2 separate regions of the Sus scrofa genome follow, and region 1 is linked to region 2. The links are chromatin contacts, called in public promoter capture Hi-C maps. All regions are on one chromosome and are shown on one strand. Each heading gives the region's core, a stretch centred on a gene start, on an enhancer-like site or on the middle of the called end of the contact. The rest is flanking DNA. Distances are from core to core; before and after follow the strand shown.

Evidence for each region. Promoter capture Hi-C pulls out the DNA fragments that hold promoters and counts their contacts.
Region 1: a contact with region 2 is called in a promoter capture Hi-C map of fetal liver, with 2.6 times the contacts expected there. The contact joins the promoter of ARL5A here to the promoter of STAM2 in region 2. A contact is called at or near these places in 2 of 5 promoter capture datasets (fetal liver and liver), 3 of 47 Hi-C or Micro-C datasets (fetal liver, liver and subcutaneous adipose tissue) and 1 of 2 datasets of contacts at active chromatin or transcription factors (alveolar macrophages).

What each region holds. Positions count from the first base shown.
Region 1 is chr15:464,231-470,547 of Sscrofa11.1, forward strand. ARL5A (ADP-ribosylation factor-like protein 5A) reads left to right here and starts at 3,695. Exons shown (of 6, transcript XM_021076258.1): 1 at 3,695-4,078. The coding sequence starts at 4,033.
Region 2 is chr15:110,684-117,618 of Sscrofa11.1, forward strand. It overlaps STAM2 (signal transducing adapter molecule 2), which reads left to right and starts at 4,614. Exons shown (of 14, transcript XM_013997353.2): 1 at 4,614-4,846. The coding sequence starts at 4,807.

The DNA.
Region 1 (6,317 bases), core at 2,445-4,944, 350 kb after region 2:
CTGGCTAAAGGGAACACAAATTATTTTTGGCCCTTTGTAAACTCTGGGAATACTTGTTTTACAGCTCCCTGGTACTGGCTTTTTCCCCTCAGTTGTTACTGGCTAGACTCATGGGGTTCCATACTGGTTTTCTATTACACATGTATGGATTGTTATGCAGTCAAGACTGTATAACAGTCAACTTACGTAGTTTTCTGGAGATTTTCTCTGGATAATTCCATCTTTTCAATCACTCTGCTTCACCAGTTCTAGTTGCCTTGATCTCTTGGAATGCTTGATCTCTTGGAATGCCTTGATCTCTTGGAATGCTGATCTCTGTCTTCAAATGAAGAGACTCATTTAAGTTCCTCCTCCCTCTTGTAGCTGACTGGAATTGCCTCTAGGCAGAAAATCCACACAATAAAACTTCATTGGTGTCTTTTATCAAGGGATCACAGTCTTGCGCTTGGTATTGACCAATGTTTGAAAATAGCTGTTTTCTATACTTTGTCCAATTTCCTATTTATTGTGGTAATAAAACCACACAATTCATATTGGGATGTGGACCCATGGACAGGGGCTTGAAGGCAGCAAAAACCCAAATTGGGGCTTGAACCCACTGGCTTTTTTTTTTTTTGGCCACTCTACCGCATGTGGAGTTTACAGGCCAGGGAGCAGATCTGAGCCACAGTTGAAACCCATACCACAGCTGCAGCAACACTGGATCCTTTAACCCATTGTGCAGGCTGGGAATCAAACCTGCATCCTGGCACTACAGAGACACCAGATCTCATTGCACCACATTGGGAACTCCCCTACTGCCTTTTCATTAAAGTCGCATACCTGGCCTCAGGACTTACTGAGGTTCAGGTTCTTTATGTCTCAGCACAGAAGGAATTCAGTGACAGGCAAAGCAATTGGTGAGAAGTAGATTCATTGAGAGAGTATGGACCATCTCAGAAGACAAGAGCAGCCTGGAAGATACACATTCCATAGACAGAATGCAGTTGTCTCAAAAGTTGAGAGAGTGCCCGAAATATGGGGTCATTCATTCTTATAGGCTGGGTAATTTCACAGGCTAAAGAGTGTGAAGGACTAGGCTAAGGAATGGGAAGGGACAGGGATTTCTGGGTACTGAGCCACTGTCCACTTTTGAGCCTTTTATAGTTGGCCTCAGAACTGTCATGGTACCTATAGGTGTGTCATTTAGCTGATATATTACAGTGAGCATATAATGAGGCTCCAGGTCTACTGGAAGTCAAACCTTCTGCCATATTGGGCCTAATTAGTTCTAGCCAGCTTTTATCTTATCCTCCATGGCTATGTCATTCTTTTAAAGGTTGGGCCTTGCTCTCTTCCCTCCTGGTTCAGTAGGAGATCAATTCTAGACCATCCTGCTCCCTTATAAGTGGAAGCAGAAGTCTCTCCAATGACATTTTGCACAACACTATAGTCATGAATAAATTAGTCTTTGAAAAGTTTTTTTTATAATGATTTTTATTTTTTCCATTATATGTGGTTTACTGTGTTCTGTCAATTTTCTGCTGTACAGCAAGATGACCCAGTCACAAATACATGCATACATTCTTGTGTCTTTCAAAAGTCTTATGAGTCTGTTTTTATAAATAGCTTCATACTAGTCAATAAACGTTCTCAATTACTTCTATTGTAGTTCCAAATTTGTATTTCACCCTTTTTTTCCCTTTATTTAATTTTACTTTTTGAGAGACACTTGGAAAATTATCTCAGAGGGAGTTCCCATTCTGGCTCAGCAGGTTATAAACCCAACGAGTATCCATGAGGATGTGGGTTCAATCCCTGGCCTTGCTCAGTGGGTTAAGGATCCCACATTGCTGTGGCGTGGTGTAGGTCAGCAGCTGCAGCTCTGATTCGACTCCTAGCCTGGAAACTTCCCTATGCAGTAGGTGCAGTCCTAAAAAAAGAAAAAAAAAAAAAAAAGATTTTTAAAAGAAAATAATCTATAAGACCATCTCTTTAATGAAGATTATAAAATATGAAGCCCAAACTTCACAAGTTAATGTGGATATGACATCCATTTAATAAATTGACAGAGATGTGTGGAGAGTTTGCAAAAAGTTTTAGAGCTGCCAAAAGCATTACTTGTAGTGTACAAGAATGGAATTATTAGAGGGTTAATGTAAATTGATTATGCAAACAATATTGTTTTTCTAAATAGCCTAGAGAGTACTTTATTATGTAACTACAAACACAACAATCCACAAGTTAAAATGGATTAATATAGCAATTTTCTTTCCCTTCATAAAGGCTTTTTAACCATAAGTCCCAAAGGAAAACAAAGGACGTTTTCCTGAACAATTGTTTAAAAAGAGACACGTTTCTGTCCTCAATGCTGCCCTTTGCTTTACAGGTACAAGTTTTCTAGCTCAAGACGACTAAGAAAAAATGTAGATTGTCTTGAGTTCTTACTCAAATGAGGTATTTTGTATATATTGAGAAGAGATAGTGTATGGCTAGAAGTGGGGTGGAAAAGTATAGTTTATTGCTGGTTCTAATTTCCTTAGCTCTTGCAGATGAGTGGGTGTGTAGGCAGGAGCTGTTCAAAATATCTTTTACAGTTCCCCCACTTTTTTCTTTCTCTTCCTTTTTACCAAAGTTAAGGAGAAGAGAAGGGATTCGAGCTGTTTCTGGTTTCTTTGTGGAAGAGAACAACCTTGGTTTCTTTTTTCCCACCTTTGCCTCTAACAAGAGTGGAGACTAATTACTACAGGCATCAGATGGTCCAGAATCAAAGAAAGACCTCAGCAACAAACCCTCTGCTTTTACATATAAAAAGTGGAGGCAAAGAGAGGTTAAGTAACTTGCCTAGCCAAAAAATAACACCTGAAACAAGAACTCTGATATCAAGTTACCTAATTATTCGCTTATATTCTAGTTTTCAACTAAGTATCCCACAGCAGAGGGTTGATGAAACAGTGTGACTCTTGCATAGTATGTGGCACAGCTGTTCAAAGTGTTCAGGCAAGAAGCCTAAAAGAGCAGACAGAACATTTGACCACCTATTTAACCAGCTTGGAATGATGGGAGTTACAGCTGGAAAGGACGGCTGAAGCCAAACTGTGGAGAACAATGCGTATCTAAAGCATTTGGATTTTACTGCTCAAATAGCTCTAGTGGCCACTAAACAATTTTAAACATGGGAGTGACTCGATCAAGATCGGACAAGATTGGCCTGAAAACATGGGAGTGACTTGATCTTGTTTCGGACAACATTGGCCTGAAAGGGGAGGAAGATTGGAGAGGGAATAGCCTTGAGGTACAGAATAGCCCTAAAGCGACTGCCTAGGTAAGGTCACCCTGCTGGGTGTTCAGGCCTAAAAGTTTCAGAGATAAAGGTGCTGAGCTTCTCTCAAAGACCCTGCAGGAATGCCGCGCTTATGAAGGCCGGGACGTGGTACTTGGGTGCGGTGTGAACGCAGGGTTGGGGATGTGCACTCAATAACATGTTCACATTATGGCTCTGTGGAAGAAATGCAGAGAAAAACAAAGCTCGCTGAGACGCCCACGCAAGCAGACGAGAGCCAGCAGCCCCAACCAGCACCCTGCGCGCTTGGATCCCCGGGCTCGTCCCGCCGCCTACAGGTCGCCTGGTTTTCTCAGATCAGCTGGGGCCGGGCAGGCGCCCTTCTCCAGGCCACGCCCCTCCAGCCGTGCGCCTGCGCCTTCCCGTCCGCTTCGCCCCGCCCCTCGCCTCCCCCGCCCGCCTGGGCGCCGCCGCCGCAGCCGCCCGAGAGGAGCTGGGGGAGGACGGTGGCCCGCGAGGCTCGTCGCAGACAACGCGGCGGCGATGTCCGCGAGCCAGGCGAGAGCCGCGGCGGCAGCGGCGGGGCCTCGCGCACGGGAGGGCGACCTGGGCTGCGGCCTCCCTCCGGTTCCTAGGAAGCGGGCCGGCGGCCAGCGCGGGAGCAGCAGCGGCAGAGACGGAGGCTCCGGCGCGTCTCTTTCCTCCCCTTGAGCCTGAGCTGGGGGAGGCCAGGAGGCCCGGGTGGCTGGAGGGGGGTCCGCTGCCCGAGAATGGGAATTCTCTTCACCAGGATATGGAGACTGTTCAATCACCAGGGTAGGGGCTGGGGCCGAGCGCGTACGGGTCGGGGAGAGGGTCAGCCCTGGACGCGTTGGGGGGTGGTCTCCGAACACTTCCGGAGTGTGGGCGGCGCGGTCTCGGCTCTGGTTCCCGGCTGCTGGGGATGCGGGCCTGGGGCGGTTCGATCCCACGCCCAGCTAAGGAATGGTTCCCGACTCGCAGCCCTTTGTCTTAGGAGACCTTCCTAAGAAGTCCATTCCGCAAATACACCCATTGCTCCGATTTCAGTTGTGAGCGGCGGTTTCTTGCCCCCCGTCCGACCCCCCGAGCTGCATAGCCTGGTCCATTTTCCTTGAACAGTTGGAGGTTTGCATGCCACGGAGAAATGCTGAGGTTCTCTGGGATGAGCATTACCGAGGGTTGCTGAATGCGGAAAACGTGAGCAATCGCTCTTGACTTGTCCAGTACACCTCAGGTTTATGAGAGTCTTCCCTGCACTCCCCCACCCGGGAGAAGCCACTTAGGCGTCCTGAGTAGTGATGGTCCTCTCCGTTTGCCGTATTTATATCTGTTTAAGGTCATTTTCCTACTCGTGTTGGTTAGTAAAGTAGAGGGTTTGGGGGCTGGATTAGAAATGTTAAGGTGTTTTATTGAAAGCATTTAAAAACCATATCGTATGAAGTGTTTGTTAAGTGTAGGTAACTAGTAAGTTACCAAGTGTAGAGTGTGTGGTCAAAGAGACGCTCAAGTTCATCTAAACTCAAAACAGTGCCTTGAAATGCATATCAGATTTATTGAAATATGTTCCAAAATAAATGTAAAACTGGGGAAGGAAGATACAATTTTAGGAAAAAGACTCCATGGTGCTTAAGATACAGCATAGTTATTGGTGTACTTTTGTTTCATTTTAACTCAAGTTGGGTGATTCATCATCCCTGCTGTCAGTAACTTAGTTTGTGTTTTCCTCTTGTGTAAGCTAGTAGTAGTGTCACAGCCTAAGATTTTCCAGTAAAGACTTAAAGGAATGGTGGCATCTATTATGTACCACCGTCCCGCCTCCTGTTTGATCCTGCTGCTCCTGTAAGAAGACTGTGGAAAGGGAGCAGAACTAGGAACTTGTGATCTCTAGAGTATTTTTTTAAAAAAACTAAAGATGATAATGTAGGTCACATGGTACTAAATGAAAGAGTAATATTTCAGATGATTTTCAAATGATATGGGGAATTTTCATAAACTGGATGAAGCCAGTTTTAATCTACACAGCCTCTGGCTGGCTGTTTCTGTTGGGAGAGGGCAAGGGGGAACCAGTCACTTCACCTCCCTGGATCTGGAGCTCCCCTAGAACAGCTGGGATCTTGACTATATATGACTGAAGTCCACAAAACTTAATCTCTAGGTCTCAAGAATTGAAATTTAAAATTGCTGTAAAATGGGTGGTGCTTATAATAGATAAGATCTATTCTGGCTTTTAAATCCATCATTTTGTATTATTTTTAGCAAAGCTAGTAAATTTCAGTTCTGCTATGAAATTTAAAAAGACTTTGCTTGTTAATTGAGCTCCAGTACTGCAAGCAAAATTAGATGTCTCTACTTTCTATTTTGAGTCAATGATAAAATTATTTGTCTCTGTAATTTAAGAATGAATTAGAACTTTGCCAACAGCTACATGCCAGTAGTAAGTAATGAGATGTTCTTTGTTACCACTAAAAATCTCTGAGTAGTGTTCTTATTACCTATACTTTGTGGTAATTTTTGACTGGACCTTTATTTCAATGTTGGGAATTAATAGTAAGAGGAATTAAGTGAGGTTAAGTTCTAATTTAGATGTCAGTGTTGTGAAAATGTGAATAAACTATTTCTCTTCTGTTAAATGATGTCGTTGTCTTATCAGTAAGGTCACAGTGTTCACCATTAAATCTAGTATCAGGTGCTTTTTAGTCTTTTTAGTTCTGTAAATTGGATGTATATGTCTTTTATGTGTGTGTCAGATATATCTTAGATGTTTTATTTTACCTTTATAAGATACAGAACACAACCCTATGTTCTTTTCACATAAACTCTTGGAAGATTTTGGGGATTACAGAGTTTTCTATGCTGATAGAACAAACTCTGTGCCATTTCTTTTCTGAACTCCCTTTAGAACAGCTTTTTCAGTTTAAGCTCAGCTAGGTTGAGTACACAGTGAAAGCTAATTGCATATTGCTCAAACTTGAAAAACCAGAGGTTGCATTCACATGCTGTTTAAATCAATAGGGTACAAACTTTGTCCTGGATG
Region 2 (6,935 bases), core at 3,364-5,863:
CTTAAGGCTGTCACCTTGAGGCTGGGTGACACTCAGTGACCTGCTTCCTAAGAACAGAGTAGGAAAAGAGAAAAACATTAACTTTGAGTGAAAAAATTTGGCAAATGCTACATTTAGCCAAGTGCTAAAAGTTACCATCACCATATGTCATGTGCTCCCCACCAAGATGTGAGGAGGGTACTCTACCTCTGTGATGTTCTTTCCAAAATCCCACAACACCCATTTAAGCATGAGAAAAACATCTTTAGGAAATGCTTAGAAAATGCTTAGATTTTAGCAAATCTAGGACAAACTTAGATTCAGGGACCATCCACAGGCCATCTGGTCAGCACTCCTCAAGACTGTTATGGTCAAACAAGGAAAAACAAGGAAAGAAACTGTCACAAATCAGAGGAGCCTAGGGAGATGGGATAACCAAATGAATTGTGATACTCTGGTATGCAGAAAAGAGTTAACATAGTAGGTCTGAGACTTCTATCCTTAGAAAGACCTGCTTGCCACACCATTATATGTGGAAGAAATTAACAAGGGTTTACTGTATGCCACAGGTAACTATATTCAGTATCTTGTAATAACCTGTAATGGACAAGACTCTGAAGCTGTACACCTGAAACTGACACAGTATTATAAATCAACCATAGTTAAACTTTTTTTTTTTTTTTTAAAAAGAGAAAGTTGGAGTTCCCGCTGTGGCTCAGTGGTTAACGAATCTGACTAAGAACCATGAGGACGAGGGTTCGATTCCTGGCTTTGTTCAGTGGGTTAAGGATCTAGCATTGCCGTGAGCTGCGGTGTGCGTTGCAGATGCAGCTTGGATCCCACATTGCTGTGGCTCTGGTGTAGGCCGGTGGCTATAGCTCTGATTAGACCCCTAGCCTGGGAACCTCCACATGCCACGGGTGCTGCCCTAGAAAAGGCAAAAAGACCAAAAAATAAAATAAAATAAAATAATTAAAAAAAGAGAAAGTTGAGTTCCTGTTGTGGCTCAGTGGGTTAGGAACTCAACACAGTGTCTATGAGGAATGGGGTTTGATCCCTGGTCTCACTCAGTGGGTTAAGAATCTGGCCTTATCACAAGCTGCAGCATAGGTCGAAGATGTGGCTCAGACTCCTAGCCCAGGAACTTCCATAATGCTGCCGGTATGGCCATAAAAAGAAAACATGTAAAAAGGTAAAAACCTGCTTACAAATATGTGGCCCTTGACTGGCATCTGGGAACTTAGATTTTGGGAAAGTTCCCACAATTCCCTGATAAGAATGGCTCCTGGTGCCTAAACCCTTTGTACAAACAATGTGGTCTATGCTGAACACCTGCTTGCTTTCTGAGAGTCTGGAGTATGGATGTGTGTTAGGCAGAAGGTGCTTGGGTGACTATCCCTCAACAAAAACCCTGGGCATTGAATTTGCAATGAGCTTACCTTGTAGATGACATTTCACACGTATTGTACAACTCACTGCTGGAGGATTTAAGCATGTTCTGCGTACCTCCACTGAGAGAGGACTCCTGGAAGCTTGTGCCCCAGACTTTGCCCTATGTGCCATTTCCCTTTATTGATTTTGTTTTGTATCCTTTGGTTGTAATAAAATACTGTCATGTACTGATGACTATAAGCTGAGTATTGTGGGTCCTTAATGAGTCATTGAACCTGGGGGTGATCTTGGTGACACTTGACACACCTGGATTGGATCTGGGGGCAAGGAGGGGCCATTAATGTAAACATTGGCAAAATCCCAGTAAATCTAAGGTTTAGTTTGTCGTGCCTCAGCGGTAATGAATCCAACTAGCATCCATAAGGATGCAATTCGATCCCTGGCCTCACTCAGTGGGTTAAGGATCTGGCATTGCTGGGAGCTGCAGTGTAGGTCACAGATGAGGCTTGGATCCAAGCGTTGCTATGACTGTGACATAGGCCAGCAGCTGTAGCTCCAATTTGACCCCTAGCCAGGGAACTTCAGTATGCTGTGGGTATGGCCCAAAAAGACAAAACAAAACCCCCCAAAACAAAACACTCAAACCAAATGCTTTGGAAATTAATGAAAAATAATATACCATGCATCGCAAAGACACACATTAGCCAAACTGAAATACAAATAGAAAAATGAGAGAAGGGAAGAGAAAGAGAGAAAGAGGGAGGGAGGGCGAGCAAGCGAGCAATCTAGCTTTATTTACTGTAGCCAGAGGGAAAGATTGCAGTTAAAAAAAAAATCAGACACGGAACCTGATTGTGAGAGTAGCAGAATTGAAAAGAAGGTTGAATTCATAACCCTTAGCATAGTGTAGACTCAAGTCAGGACTTGCTGGGGAATGAATGAGACCAAGACCTAGGATTAGGCTATCTGGGTGGATACTCTTGGGAACTTTGAGCTCATTTACCTCAATCCTCTGGACCCACAGAAGTGGTTACTTGCTCCTAGGCTAGAGGGTAGGGGCCTCCCTTTGCCTGAAGATCATGGAGAAGCCTCACCTGAAGAAGGTGCCTTCCAAGATGCTACTTTCCCTTCTCAAGATTTCCCACAATCACCTTCAGAGTTTCTAGACCAATACCTAGGATCAAGTTTCATCATGGTCTGACTTGGGGAAGCACAGTCTTCTGTTTCTGGAATGAAAAGGGTTATTCACCAAATATCATACTGGTAGAATTGGAAGAATACATTTGGGGATGGATCTTGGTCTACGTTCAGAGAAAGTGGGGTGAGGTAAGGCTATTTGTTGAGTGTAAGCCCAAAATAAAAACAACAACAAAATCAAAAATCTCTCGAGACTGAATTTAACTGAAATTGATGAGATTATTTTGTTATCAGGGAGACTGGGGCTCAAAAGAGGCTGTAGTACAGAAAAATGAAAAAGTTGCATTTCTTTACACACTAGAATTTATGGGCTGTCATTGACCTATCTTTTAAGCCTTCAGTAACTTCACATTAGGTGAAGCATTCACGAACAATCTTTGATCTTGTTTCTAACACATGGTTTGGCTCTCAGTGACTATTAAATATTTTGTTACTTGCACTCACCAAGAGACTGAGTATAGGCACAGAAAAGTACCTACAGATTCTTGAGTATGCTTGCTAGTAAAGATGGAGGAGCTAAAGGGGCCTCTTTAAAATGTAAATGCTTTCCAAAGGCAGGTCCTCAGTCAGTCCTTTGCTCTCATCTCAATACAATCTTCTCTACAATATCTCTTCTTTAAGTGCTCCAGTAGCCTCTCACACTGTTCTGCTGCCTGGACTGCTTCTATATATAGAAGAATTACAGGAACTCCAAGTAATTCCTAACATTACAAAAATCATTGAAAAATTGGAAGCTCTAGGAGTTCCCGTTGTGGCTCAGCTGTAAGCAATGCAACTAGTATCTATGAGATGCAGGTACAATCCGTGGCCTTGCTTAGTGGGTTAAGGATCCAGAGTTGCCACAAGCTGCGGCTTACATCACAGATTCGGCTCAGATCCAGTACTGCTGTGGCTGTGGTGTAGGCCAGCAGCAGCAGCTCTGATTTGACCCCTAGCCAGAGAACTTCCATATGCCACAGGTGTGGCCCAAAAAAGAAAAAAAAAAAAAAAAAAAAAAGGAAAAAGAAAAATTGGAAGCTCTAGTAGGGGCCACACTTCAACAAGTCGCTTAAGTTTACTGGTAGCTGCCATGTGCTGTTTGGCTGGATTTGAAAGAAATAAAAGGTGCCGAGCGCCCACTGCTTGCTGGACAGAGTTTTAGATGCCAGGGATACAGCAGTGAACAAAAATAATCATGGTGTTTACATTCTAAAGAGGAGATACAGAAAACGCAATAAGTAAATGACACATTAGGAAGTGACAAATGCTATAGAAACATTAAACAAGGTTAAGAGGGTTTGGGAGTGTGTCCGTGGGAAGGATGCTTTCAAGTTCATATTCATTACCTGGCTAGCTCACATGGGAATTTGAGTTTGTGACCCCAGTTATTTAGCGGGATCATCACGTACTGTCACGTATATGCTATACACCACGCCCATAAAACTGTCAGCAACTTGAAGGCAGGGAGTGTGCCTCATTCTCTTTGGATTCCCTGAGTCCAGCAGTGTTTTCAGGGCGAGAGCACGACGGAATGCGAAGAGTGAGGAATCCCCGCAGAACCATAACAACTTCTACGACCCCTTTCCAGGGTGGTTATTCCAGGGGGTTTGCAGCCCGCTAAGCTCCAGAAGCAGAGCCAAATCCTTCCCCGGCTGTCAAAGCCCAAAGGATCCGTTCGTCTCCATGGCAACGGGACTGTGACGCGGACGCAGCCGAGGGCCCAGGGCCGCTTGGGACTAGCCCACAGCTTGGGAAAAGACTAAACCTCAGGGAACTTGCTGGTCAGCACCCGCGGCCCCCCGCAGAGAGTCCCGAACCCCCGCGCCCCCTGTTGAGCTGCGCCGGCTCAGCAGCTCCCGCGCCCCCGGCGTCGCCAGCTCTAGGCGCGACGACTTCCGGCCCTGAAGGTCCCCTGCCCCGTGGCTCGCTGGGGCCCTAGCGATGGGAAGGTGGCCACGGCGGCCGCCTGAGCCCTGCAGCAGCTTCCGCCCAGGGCTGCCGCCTTCTCCCGGCGGGCGGCGACTACCCGGCGCTAAGCAGACGCCCGCGGCTGGCCGGACCTCGCCCTGGGAGAGGAGTTAGGGGCGGAGCGCATACCGGGAGCTGGCGGTCAGGCGGGAGCAGGGCAGGTGCGGTGGCGGAAGTGCGGGAGGCGGTCGGCGCTGAGCCGCCTAAGAAGCCGCGGCGGCGGGCCTCCCAGCCGGAAGCAACCGCCGAGCCTTAGCCTCACCGCAGCCACTAGGGCTCCGGGCCGGCGAAATGCCTCTGTTCACCGCCAACCCCTTCGAGCAAGACGTGGGTAAGTGCTGGGTCTGGCCCCGGGCTGTTGTTTGCTGTGCTGGAAAGTGGGCGGGGGCGACTCCGGGGACTGGAAAGCGGCAGAGGGAGCGAAGGGGGTGGCCCGCTGCCTGGCAGCTGGGATTTTTCAGGGGGCAGCTTTCGTGCGTGGTAGCAAGCAGCCTCAGGAGGGTGTCCAGTCCTCCTGCAGCTGAGGACCTGGAAAGAGGGCCTTTCCCCACTCCAGGCGCAGGAATAGGGAACAGCCTGGGGCTCCCTGGAGACTTGACTGATGAAGCAGTTGCAGAGTTGAGGACGCAAACTTCCAATTCTCTGTAGAGCTCGTTGAGTCTAGTGTCACCCCCTCCCTCCACTCCCCCGCACTTAAGGAAGGATGCAAGAGTCCAGACCTGCTTAGAGACTCCAGCTTGCCCCCATTTAACCGGAAGAACCTATTTCACCTGGCTTATGTACACATGCATCCAGGCCCTGATAGAACCAAGCACGGCTTCCGGATTTCTTTATGAGAGTTGGAAGTGTTACTCTATCGTGGATGGTGCAAGTGCTGTAAGAGGCTTTGTCTCAGTGTATGAAAAGGAAAATCCCAGGTTCTCCAAACAGTCCAGGACAACTGATCTTTTACTTATTTGGCATCGTCGGAATGCTGAGGACTCAGTGACTATGGAGTGAGGAAAAGATGGACCGGGTATGAGAACTTATTTATGGCATTAGGAAAACAGTGAAACAGGCGAAATAGATATTTCTGTAGCAGTAATTAATTACTGCGAATTTCTGTAGCAGTAGTAGCGTTTTAGGGGAATGAAAAAACGCATCGCTGAAAATTGCTAGTCATACAGAATCTTGCACATCTAGCACTGAGGCACCCGTTTCATAGTTAATAATTTTCTCAGTATAAGGAAAGTCTCAAAAATGCTTAATTTTGGTATATTTTGGGATCCCAAAAGCGTGCTCAGAAATCAAATGTGTTGAATAAGTCCCTTTCATTCCCAGAGAGCCAAAAATTGTATAATTATATTTTCCCCCTTAAACAGCCTTCAAATATATATTTTTATAATTTTCATTCAACTTTTTTCTTGGTGGTTAACATTGGTGACTGGTATAAACATAGGAAACACAATGTTGAGGCTCACAGCATCAGCCTTTGGAACACCTTCTGGTGTCTTCCTTTGTTGCAGTGAGACCTGCACTTTTTATGGCCGTTGTGGTTTTATCGTAGAGGGGGGAAAAAGCAAAATAGAATAAGACATGATTTTCAAACTTAAAACCTGTGAACTCTTCAAGGGAGATCTTTTCTGGAAGCCTATTGTTTTTTGATTGAAAAACTTTGGTAGGAGTAAGTGGAGTTGCTCTGCCTGTTTTGCTTTTCTAATCCTCCCCCTCAATGGCTCCTGAGGTTCCTGCACAGTTCAGTGGGTCACAGTTTAGTACCACTGGAGTAAAAGAGACGCTGCTGTTCAGACCAAAAAAAAAAAAAAAAAAAAAAGAGAAAGAAAAGAAAACCAAAACAAAACAAAACTGTATAAATTATTTCATGGGCAGTGCCATCAACCAAAGCTTCAAGTACTTGTTTGTTAACTCAAGTATGACTGAAGTCAATATCCAAAAGACAGTTTAAAGATGAAATGGAGAATTCGATTGTAACTTCTTTCAGGCAAGTGGTTGAAATTAATAGAAAAAGCAGCATGAAATACTAAGGGTTTCAGGTCAAACCGGCTTTAAACCTCTGTGATAGAAATAAAATTATATATTGCATTTTTCAAAACTTAAAGCCCCCTTTGAAATACAATAGTTAAGTACTATGACAAGCAAGTCAATATTTAACTTGAGTTCTCCATAGGAATGTTCCTTTGCAAGGTCATTGTCCTTTTTACCTACGCTCTTTGATTCAGTCTGATTTTTATGACCATTGTTTTTCTTTTTGTCATAGCTTTGTTTGCCTTTCATTCAGCAAACAGGCATTGAGTGATTACCGTGTGTCAGACATTGTGTTAAGTTCTGGGGACACAAATTCAATAAATAAACTGGGTTCCCTCAGGAAACGCTCAGTCTAATGCGGGACGCATATACACATAAAAAGATAATTGTAATAT